Linked DNA regions of Anas platyrhynchos: region 1 is linked to region 2. The links are chromatin contacts, called in public Hi-C maps. All regions are on one chromosome and are shown on one strand. The core of a region is the stretch at or near the end of the contact, and the rest is flanking DNA. Distances in the headings are between cores, read along the strand shown. Region 1 holds the start of EMP2 (epithelial membrane protein 2). Region 2 overlaps TEKT5 (tektin 5).

Region 1 (6,054 bases), core at 2,988-5,487, 76 kb after region 2:
TTTGCCAACCATGCTTGTATATGGACAAAATAAATGCAATCAAAACCTGTAAACTTTACTAAAATGGAAATATTCTCTCACCCTGACACAGTGACAGATTAAACTAAAACAGAGTGGGCCAAACAGGTCATGTGTAACATTCTTATAGTGCTTTCATGATAACATATGGCGCTGTGCCACAGGGAACAATTTTCAAGTGCATATTATTACTTACATAAAGAAACACAGAGCTTTAGATGATGAATTTATACATAACTGGGAGCAAGATAACGTTGTTGCTGTTGTGCGATTAAGGGCCATAGTTTCTTTATCCCTAAGACACATTGTAGGTTATACAAAAATATAAATTAACATATGTCCTGACTGATTTAATATTAAATGTAATTCTCTTTGTATAGAGGCTTCCAGAACTTGAGTCCTGCAGCCTCACAGATCTTAATTCCTAGAGTAACCTAGGCACACATTAACACATTTAAGTAGAGACAGCAGAAAATGGTTAGGCACATACCATTCACATTCTATGCACAGCTGTCATTTTTAGAAATGTCAACTTTCTTGTACCTATAATGATTCACTTATCCGCATCTAAAACCTGACCAAATAGGGAACTGATGACATAAATATGTCCTTAGATTCTAAAAAAAAAATGCCATTGCTAAGAAATTCCTTGTCATCCTCACTACCAGATACCCTCTGGTGAAGTGAGCATAGCAAAGTGTCGTGCACCTCAACCCTACAGATACTTCAGTGCTACTCATGAGACACAGCTGCTGTGGCACCACGCTCTCATCTAGCTCTCCTGCTTATTCTCTCCCTGCTTGTTTCACACTGTGTTGTGCAGGAAATTTCACATACATTCTACAAAGAGAGCATTTGTTTAGTTTGGTGAAGAGGAGGCTAACGGGAATTCTAATAACTGCCTACAACTGTTTGAAAGGGATTTATGAAGACATTGGAGCTAAACTCTCCTCCATGCCATTAAACAGCATAGCAAGGGCAACGATCATGCATTGCAGCTCTGAGGGTTCAGGCTTGACATTAGGAAAACCTTCTTTACCAGGAGGGCAGTACAACACCGAGACAGGCCCAGAGAGAGGCGGTGGGATTTCCACCCCTGGAGGATTTAAATACTGAGCTAGACAGTCTTACTTCTGTCTTTCAAGCAACATTTTTCTGTCTCTATCATTCTTTAGATACAAGTAAGTCTCAGATCATCACGATAGGCAAAGCAAAAGTGCATCAGTAAGAACCATATCAGTTCAATGGAAATAAACATAGCCACCACCTTGAAAGGTTCATAGAATTAGTTTCTGACAGGCTGATTAAGCTTCATAATAAGCCTGGATGGCAGGTAAGTATAAAGTCCGTTTCCTAGGTAAGAAGTGATGTGATCATTACAAGAAAAGTAAATCTAGTGAAGTCTCTGCAGTCTTGAGCTTGTATTCTAACCAACAGAATAATTTACCTCAAAAAGAAAAGAAGCAATCCCCAAAACCTTCTGCATTGTTCAATGAGCTCCTCAAGAGAGGGTTTTGGTTACCTGCCCACTCTCAAATAAATAAATAAATAAATAAATAATCAGATTTTGAAACTTTCATTCATTGCTGGGAGTGCCCTCCTACCAAACTTTTAACCTTCAGGACAAGATGATCTCAAGAGAAGACCTTGGCCCATTTGGTTCCTCCACGAGCTAAGCACATCAAATGAGTTACACAACTTGTATGGAAATGTGAACTCATGTTATTCCTTTCCTTCTGAAATATTTTGGATTATATTTGCTGTCAAATCTTTGTGAAGACACACCTGTAAAATGGCTTTGTGCAGGAACAAAATTGAGATATATATTCACTCAGTAAATCAAAGAGGAAGAAGTGCAAGGCTAGCTGTTATATGAGAATATGGTTTTCCACTGGTAGGATTGTAAACAGCATCCTACGTGACATTTTAACTGCAGAGAAAAGAAAGCAACACCGTTTAGATGGGATTCTTAAAAGGTAGAGCTATGAGGCTGTTGTGGTTTTCTGAAAGCAGGCCAGCCTGGGCACTCCGGCCGCATCTCGTTCAATCTGAGCAGCCTGCATGCTGCCAACAAGACATATGTTTCCTTAAAATTGTCGGGAATGCAAAGCAATGCGAGACAAGTCTAGACTGATCGCAGGATAAATGCAAGAAGCAACGAAGTGGATCCAAGTGTGTGGTGGATGATATTTACCTGGCAAGGAAACAGTTGCAAGTGTTCAAGTCCTGGAATGAGGTGGGGGAAAGAAGAGAGGGAGAAAGAAACCCTTTCCCAGAACAGCACTTGTTTCCACAGAAGACTTCACCTCCAATCAGTGGGGAAATTCAGCTTAGCTAAATTTGCTCTCCTCTTTGTTAGGCAAATACATCTCCCTCTTTCTCAACACAAGTATTTGCAGATCAGGTTGAAGAGCCAGGTCCTGAGCGTAGGTACTGTACAAGCCATGCAGTTTGATCTCACTCAAAAATTGCTGTTTCTGCTAAACCCACCAGATTATGCCCTGAGCTGTTGCTCTCCCCTTCTTTTGCAGGTACCTCCCTGATGCCCCTCCACCTACTGAAAACTTATTTGCAAAAATCCTGTACTTTGCCTTATGTCACTTCTTGATCATCCTAATCACACTACCTCTTAAAAAATAAAAATACATTTTTTAATGGCTTTCACTTAAAACTTACAGTGCTGCTCCTACCTTCCACAAAGTCCTGTCCTTGATCTAAACCCCAACACTGCACAGTTTGCTCCCAGGGATGCTGTTCAAATTGCCCAACTTATTCAGTACCTATTCTGACGGGCAGACGTCAGTCCTGGACAAACGGCCTGCCTGGCGGAGTACACTTCGATTTCCTCTGACTTACATGTGTTTGTTTCCTGTGGAAACAGGCAGCAGGTCAGAGGGAAAAGGGAGGAGGGCCACACACACCCAGGGCTGCAAGCACGGTGCCGACAGACCTCTCTTGTTAGTATTTTCCTTCTCAGCTTCAAAGTTTTTCCACTCATTAATAGTCTTTGTTTAAACTAACCAGTAGCTCTCGTCCATACCCTTTCTGACAAAGTGATCTTCACAGCTTGCTGCAACACTATGGCATTTACTTACTTCCCAAAGTTTACTTAAAATTAGTGTATATATAGGTTCCAGCTATTACAATACAGCTTCACTTGCTTTGGGGATTATTTATTTATTATTTATTTATTTATTTTTGTACGAAGACCTGCATTTTAGTATTGCCAAGTACCTACATTCAAACATAAGTACATTTTGTGATTGGCTTAAAAAATGATAGGTTTCACAAAATAATTTTGGGCTTCTTTTAGATGATATTTTCTTCTTTTTTTGAATATGAATAAAGCCTTTTACCCTCATACCCAATATTCCTGTGATTGTCTTTGAGAAAATGCTAAGTGCTTTGAGATTCCTAATGATGATGCAAGAATTACAACACATGGCTGTCTCTCAATACCCTTTTGCACTGTTTACATAATAGAAGTTAAAATGTAAAATTTGCAAGACTTGTTAATACCTTTAATTTATGTTTGTCATTAGAATAGTCTGTAACTCAATAAAAACTTTAGTTCTTAGTAATGGTTGGGCTCATGTTATGCCCATTTAGTGTTAATTCTTGTAATCACTATGAAACAAATTCCACTCTGTAAGAAGTTTTTAAAAGTACACAGGTCCAAATCCTGTCTGTGGCAATAGCCAGTTAAGTCAATGAGATTTAGAAATGCGTATCTGAGGTCAGAATCTAGTTCATTGTCGTTTCACACAGCACCAAAATGCTCACATGGAGCACATCCAAATCCAAATGCATATCACACTGACTTTGGTGTGTGCTAAAATCTGTAGAGGCTGAGTTTTCTCCCTTTCCTGTAATGCTTTTCTTGTGAGATTTAGCAAAGTGATCATTAAATACTTAAACTTACGTAAGGCTCAGTAGGAGCAATGTTCTGATCTTCTAACAGACAGCCTTAGAAGGAGCTAACACTTTGCATGCATGGAGACATACTATAATCGTAAACAAAGATAATGTATTTCCAAATGGCATACAGTAAGAGCTTTTGTAGCGTGTGCTAGCCCTCAGATAATATGTTAATCCAAAAATTCTTTTCAGATGACCCAGTTCATGGACTGGAATTTTTATGCGTACATATTTGGAAGTGTACGTGTGTATGTGTGCACAAATTTATATGCAGAGAAGTGTGTCTGCACAGAGGCTTGCCGTTTAAGTGGGAAAGCTGAAGGAATGCTGTCAGTTCCTGCATGGGCCCCACAGTAAAGCACCTTATAGATGGATGAGAGTCTAGTTCTGGGTATTTACAAGTGTATTGTACAGAACAGAGTCACACATCAGGACAGGGTCCTCACTGGTAGAGCTGCTTGTCATTCATCTTTTGCTGCGAATGGTAAGTCTCTTTGTGTGCTTGGATATTAGTAGAAAATAGGAATTCTAAATAGCTTCTTTCACTTTACAGATGAGATGAAAAATGACATTTATTCATTTCCTACATTCTAAACATCTGATGTTATTTGAAATATGCTGAAAATGAGCAATTATCTTGAGGCACAGGCAAGCAAGTTTTTTAATTTGTTCTTAATAACTTGTGAGCAGTTCAAGATTTCTGCTTTCTGGGTGACAAGGTCAGTAACCAAACTGACAAAATATAATATTTATCTAAGCAGTACAAGTGGCTACTTTTCAAAATTGTTTCTTTATTGGAGGGCACTTTGACCTTGTTTTGGATTTTGTTTGCCCAGTCATATCTTAGTCTTGCCATTTTAACCACACATGTCAGCAGATTTCAAACAATTGTAAGTTTTCTGTGACCAAGTCCTTATTTTTAATAACATGTCCTCTTTTTTAATATCAAGATCTAGACTACTGTTTTCATATCTCTAGCACAGTAACTGGTTAGAAGTCTTTTTTTTCTGTGTTTGATTAGTAAAGCTGATAGATTTAGAGGGTTGGGTTGCTATTGCAATTGTTTTGGCAGGATGGAAAGAAACATACAAGTTTATTTGTAATGTATGAAGTCCTTGACATACTGTACTGTACTTCAGAGGCTCCACAATTTATTTTTTAATTGTGGCTTGCCTTTAGTCCTTTCCAATTTCTTTCCTTTCGTTTTCCAAACAAAGCTAGGCTGTCAAAACCTAAGTTTACAGATTTTAACAGCTAGATCCGATTACTGAGCTTATTTTTTTATTTACTATTATCATGAGTCTGCACAACTCATGACTAAGTAGAAGATCTCTGCATATGGGCTAAAGAGAGACACTAGCCAGCAGAAACAAAATATCCTTCTGATTTCACCACTGCTGGACTGAATGCTTTTGCCATCATCATCCATAACCATTTTCTGAAATACTGCTTTTAAAAAGTTCTCATAATGAAATCACTGCACTGGCAAATAGCTTTGTCAGATCCAGTAATAACTTTTCCAGGGGCAGCAACACAGTTTGCTTTGGCTAGTTTTGTCAGAATTTTTATTGGTTTCCTTAAAGAATTCTTACTGGTTTCCTACAACTTTAATACAAAAAGAGCATTTTTCAAGAGAACATGCAAGAGTGGGGCAGAAAAGGAAGGGCGAGCTCTTCCTTTTCAATTAAACAATCTCCACAGGTCCTGCAGATCAACATGGGAAAGAAAAGGAAAATTGGAAATAATATATCCTATATGTCTACTGCATAAATCATGGAACAGACCTCCCTGATATTCTGTGCTATTTACGCCTAAGTCTTTCACTTGTTTCAGCAAAGCCTTACTGCAGCTACCTAAAGGCTTTCATTTTCAGATGTATTTTTGGGGAGGGAGGGACTCACACACCATTTGGTTCAGCAGGTGACAGCAGAATAAAGGGCATTCTTTTAAGAATGCTTTGAAGTTCATTCTACACCTTCCTAAGCATTTGGCAATTACTGCCTCTTCACATGAAAAACTAATAAAGAAAAAACACAGCTCAAACAGGAATACAGTCATTCTCTCTCCTTGTTTTTTTTTTTTTTCTTTTTATTTATTTATTTTTTTCCCAGCCATAGG
Region 2 (5,784 bases), core at 1,624-4,123:
ATCCAAGTAACTGTTGTGTAGGGCAGAGAATTTGCTAAATCCACAAATATGTATACAGAAGACAAAAGAATTATAATAGAAGACTCTTTGCTTGAGCAGACAAAAACAAAGAAGAATTGGTGGCCAGACAAATCCAGATGGAAAACATAAACCCTTATTTTTCAGAGCAAAGGAATTCATCACTGCAACAGCTTACCACAGATAGGTTGCTTCATTAGCACCAGGAATCAGGATCACTGTTCTCCCTGAAAGCTCAGCTCTTTCTACAGGCACAGGCTTATGAAGGGGAATTACTGCAGGACTGCTTAACATCCTGCAGGCAGTGCAGGTAGCTAGATTACTAAAACTTCCTTCTCACCCTGAGATTGAATATTTCCTATTTCCATTTTGGTCCCAACTTCACAAGTCTGTCATTAATTCTTCTTACTTGATTCTGGGATTAATCAAGGTCATAACAATGTTCACCCATAACAAGTTCGTCCAGAATTTGGATGGCAGAACCCTAGAAATATGAGGTGCTGGAGGCAAAAGACGAGGAGTCCTGGCTGGCTCATTGGCCAGGGTTAGCTCCCAAACCAAGGAAGTTGTTACAGCTCTGCTGTGTTTCATTGTCACTGGGCTCCCAGTGGATGTGGTTGTTTGGGGATGGAAATATTCTGTAAGAGTCTAATCACAATGTATAACTCTGGTCAGACTCAGAGCTTTTCTAGAACCTGATTTTTAGGTGAATAGAAAATATAGCCTATGGAATACAATGTAGGAGATAGTAATATGGCACCTTCATGCCTCACTGCAAGAAACATTCAATTTATGACAAGAAAAATTATGGTAAATATATTTTACATCTGATGTAAAATGTACACAATCTTTAGGAAAAGAAATAAAAACCTTTAATCATGGTGCCAACCCCTCATTAGTATGTTTGCATCTCTTTTCCATAAAGATAATATTAACATAAGTGTTTACCTTGGCCTCACTCTCCTGGAAATACCCAATAGGACAGGATGTTTACATGCAATAGCTCTGAGAATCAGTCAGACCAGACAGCAAGTGACCTGTCTATGTAGCCCACTATTTATACCATGCCTAAACACCTGATTATCTCAGTGAGCACCATGCAAGACAGAACACCTGCACTCTGCTCAGAGGCATTTGTATGCTCAGAGGCAGAGCTGCCCAGCACCACCCTTCCTGCAAGGTTTGCTATTCCTCTACCTGGGAGCACAGGGATCAGAAACATTCTGGAAAAACAGATACATGTTTAGAAAACCATGAAAAAATAACCACCTACTCCAAAAAACAAGAAACCATGATTCTGAGTATTTCCATTCAGTTCACTGAGAATGTATGCTCTTAAAAACAGTTTCCCCTGCTCTTTTTTCTTTTTTTCTTTTTTTTTGAAAAGTCAGTATACTACATCAACATATGATGGAAATTAACTCTTGCCTTTTTGCTTGATATATTTTACTCTATACCTGAAGAACCTACAGGATTCTTTTTTAGTAAGTTACTCCATCTCTTAAGCAGGTCACCCTCTCAGACATTCCATCCCTCACACAGTATTTTTTATTACATTTAAATTTATTTATAAATTGAATCAACCAACCTTTCCTGTCTTAGCAACTACTGAATATGTTTATATGGTGGCTAGACAAAAATATGGAATACATTTTATACCCAAACCATTTACTTCTAATTCAAAGAATAAACCTACTTACATATATAACTAGCATAAAACACAGGATGAAAACCAGGAAAACCTCAGTGGCAGTAGAACAAGGAACTGCCTACCAGCCTCCGAAAGAATTTTCAAACTACTCATGTGTGAAATTCTAAGAGGAGCCTGCCTACGGCTGTTGAAAAGGCCTTGCTCTGAACAGGGCCATAAAGAACTCCTGAAGTCAGACAGGCAGTGCCCACCCAAGCTGCATAAAGGAGAGGGGAGACAGGGCTGTGAGCAGGAGCATGCATATAGGAGAGGGAACACCTTCCCCATGGCACTCTCCCCACGTAAGGCATTCATCTCAGACCCTGATGTATCCTCACGTAAATTTTATGCATGTTTTTTTTTTGCCACTTTCTTCTCTTCCTTATTTTATGTCTTAAAACCTGAGTCACTTACAGTTTCTCATGTCTGTTCCTGGTGGCTGGGTATACACTTAAGCTTATTGTTTAATAGTGGAACCTGTTGGACGATTAACGAAGAGTGACTCAGAATTGGTTGAGAAGGTGTGTGCTGGTTGGTGTAAGCAGCTCAAACTTGCCTGGAAAAACCTGTTTGAAGGAGGAAATAATTATTTAAGCTGGGACTACATACACATTAGACTGTTACCTACAAACCAAGCGAAGTTACAGGTGAAAACTAAGGCACTAACTTGAAAACAAAAGTAGATTCCTGTCTCCTAAAATGGTTGCTTCATCTCACAAAATCATAAAGACTTGCATAGACTAGACCAGAGTACTAACTCTGGGCAAGTGGAGAATCCTGGCTTCTCAGCATGCCATGCAGCAATGCTCCACTTCATGGAATAGCCTAAGGGGAATATGAAATGAGGTAGGCTAGAATAAACATAATCAAGTGAGAGCCATTGCTCATCAGGATGCATTCAGGTTATCATGAATCCATGTGCCTTTATTTGCAAAATCTCACACCAAGGAATACACTTCCAGCTGCCAAGTAAAGGCAGCCTGGATTGAATGAAAACAAGCTTTTTCTGACATTGATATAGAAGACAACATTTTTCTGCTGTGACATTTAAATATGAGAAACAGAGGTGGTTGTTACTACTACTGCTCCCTCCCCTGCAGCCCATCTGCGCTCAGGCAATTCATATAGGCTTCCAGAGGAAACAGGATTTAGTTCAAGGCAGCAGTGCTCATTTATGTTTATAAAACTGTTCCTTATTCTCAGAACGGGCTGTCTTGTACCAAAACAAGAGATGAGTGTATGCAGTAGCTTGTCTAGAAAAGAAGCATATTCAGGCTTTAAAGATCATGAGACAAACATCAACAACATAGCTTAGTGTAGGGGGTTTACATTTCTTAATGACTACAAAGAATCTAATTTCTAACAAGAATCAGCAGCTGCACAAGCCATAGCGGTTTCTCTCTCTGGCATCATCTCTGTCTAGAGGCATCTTTTCTCTATTAAAGGGATGTGTACCCTTCTCTCAGATGAAGTAACTTGAGAGAGAATGGTGTGCACAAGACTCAAACTGCATATTTAATTGTTATTTTGACCAGGTTTAGCAAAACCACATTAATAATAGAGTATTTTATGATACACCTAAAATGCTGGTCCCGCAGCATCCGAAGGTATGAAACAGTGTAAAATTGTAGAAAAATATGACAGAACTTCTGAGCCTTATTGTTGTCCTTCAATAGTTAAGCATATAGCAATGATGTATACAAACAGTTAAGCATTTTCTTGTGTATAGTTATGTCTTCCTCTGTTATTTTGAAAATATTTTTGCAAATCCAGGCCAAGTTAAATGATCCCATACTTTTCTCCCCCTTTAATTTAAATAAAGCTGTTTTAAAATAAACATCTTGTACATTTTAGGGACAGTGGAAAAGTTAAATAGAAACTGCATATAAGTGTGAAATTGATTGGATTATTCTCAAGGATAAAAATTAAAAAATGCATATATGAATTCAGTGGAAGGAGGCTTTTTAGAGGGTTGGAAATTGTTGCAATAAATATATGAAAGGCTCAGATTTCCTGGTCCTCTTTCAATCTGTACGGGGTAGACAGGTAAACCATGCAGAAATTGATTGTAAGGACACTGATTAAATATCCAGATATGTATTTAATGACTTCTTTGTTCTGTAAGTAGTATTTACATTCTAATAGTTTCTTTTTTTTTTTTTTTTTCCTTTCTATATCTCTTCTGTGAAAATGTTATGTTTAAGACAAGGTAAAGAAAATGTTGGGAATTTTGTATGTTTCCTTTGGCACACATGACGTTCAAAGTATGCCTTAGCTTTCAGATTTGTTGACTGTACTTATGCCATCCCTATTCCCATTGTTATGAAGCTTTATAAATAAAAACTTGCAGTATTCCCAAGCACAGACCAATCCAGTAGAGACTCTTGATGTCCCTGGTGAATTGTGCAATGCATTGATTTTAAGATCTTTTCCTAGGGCCCAAACTAATCAGATGCTTCTCTTAACTGTGGCATTTAGACATCCCATACAAATATACACAAAAAATGCACAAAACCACTGCTCAAAATGTTTCTAACTCTTCTAAAATACAGTTAAACTAGTTGAGTCATTACCTTCTGATGTTACATTCTGTTGAGAAGTGTGACTATTAAATGTTTGTTTTCTTTTGTTAAATGATTCCCGGACTATTTCTTACCATCATCTGAATTAAACAAACAAACAAACAAACAAAACTTTATAAATCATAAAATGATGACCTGCAATTAAGCTTCAAAAGAAATAAACCCTAAACACCAGAGCAAAGAACATGGTAATGTCTATTAAGAATTTGGCTATCATATGACAGTAAAAATTATTCTAATGTATTTCACATTTAAGATCTGGGTTACACTTGTAATCCAAAGATTGAAAGATAACATAGTTTTAATATGAAATAATGTGCTCATGTGCTCTAAAATGAATCAGCCACATTTACACTATTTAAATATGGTAACTTACAATAAACTTAAAAATTTTACAGAATTAATTGATTGAAATATGGAAATGTGGATGAAAAAAGTTTTAAAAAGTGAGATACACAATATTAAATATAAAGGAATTTACAAAAGCAGGAGGCAGCTGCCTCCCACCATATTATGTAGCTGCTGCTTTTTGCATTCAGCTACCAAACACTGAGTAAACTTCAGAAGCAAAAAGGAGTAATGATAACTGTCAGGCCATAGCATTTTAAAGATGCTTGTCCATATGACTATCCTGATTACATGATGAAACACGTGTGACTTTCTCCCAGTCTTTCTGTGTACTCAGCCTATGAAAATTCACGTCCTTGGTGAAGTGAGAGAGTGGCAGGAGAGCAGTTTTCTGAAAGCTCTCAAGAATGCTGCAGCACAAAACTTTCCTCATGTCCTGGAAGGGAAGGTTTCCGGATGGACAGCTGCCTGAGCCAGTCCCTCACCATGCTCTCTTAAGAACACACTGCTCAGCATTTGTTGTTTTTGCTCCTTGCCTTTGGAGGTCATCCAGAAATGACGTAGGCTGGTGCAGCACTATCTGGTGATCCTCCCCACCAATCCGTTTATGTAGAGTAGATTATCTAAATCATTTTATCCAATGTGTAGCCCGAATGAGTAATCAAAAATTGTTAGTACAAAGCTTTTGTGATGTGTTGTAGGTGGTTCCCCTGAGGGCATTTTAGTCTGTAGGTCTCAACTGACAGCACTTAAAAAAAATAAAAAAATTAAAAAAAAAAAAAGTAAGAAAAAAAAGAGAACACACAATGAATCTAAACCACATCCACTTATAGGCAGCCAGGCAGGATATAAAGATGGTGGCATAGTTTAACATTTGAATTTTAAGTTCACAGGCAGGTTTAAACTTTTTTTTTTTTTTTTTTTTTTAAGCAAATGACTAGGATTTGCTCAGTAGCACTCATCATTTGCCTTGGTTGTGCATAAAGCTTTTGTGGACCGCTGGCATCATTATAAGCACAAGGTGCTTTAGTGTCCTGAAGTCCTGTGGCATGAGGGTACTCTGTAGTTACTATGCATTATGCAGACACAACATTACAAGGGTTGGGTATACAACTGAATTCTCTGTGACTCAGATAAAAGCTCTCT

The links. A called contact is a pair of places that touch in the nucleus more often than the background predicts.
Region 1: a contact with region 2 is called in a Hi-C map of F5 follicle, with 4 times the contacts expected there. The contact joins the promoter of EMP2 here to the enhancer-like site in region 2. A contact is called at or near these places in 2 of 8 Hi-C or Micro-C datasets (F5 follicle and small yellow follicle).

Annotation. Positions count from the first base shown.
Region 1 is chr15:3,440,979-3,447,032 of IASCAAS_PekinDuck_T2T, forward strand. It overlaps EMP2 (epithelial membrane protein 2), which reads left to right and starts at 4,238. Exons shown (of 5, transcript XM_013106876.5): 1 at 4,238-4,420. All of the region lies in intron 2 of LOC113845300 (a long non-coding RNA gene), which reads right to left.
Region 2 is chr15:3,366,153-3,371,936 of IASCAAS_PekinDuck_T2T, forward strand. All of the region lies in intron 5 of TEKT5 (tektin 5), which reads left to right. The region is part of intron 5 of LOC113845300 (a long non-coding RNA gene); the gene reads right to left. Among named protein-coding and RNA genes, the nearest start is that of TEKT5, 18 kb to the left of the region's middle. Within about 2 kb of position 2,874, at least 4 of the 8 cell types and tissues checked have an H3K27ac peak or open chromatin away from gene starts, as enhancers often do. A contact at or near this core is called in F5 follicle, where this site is marked.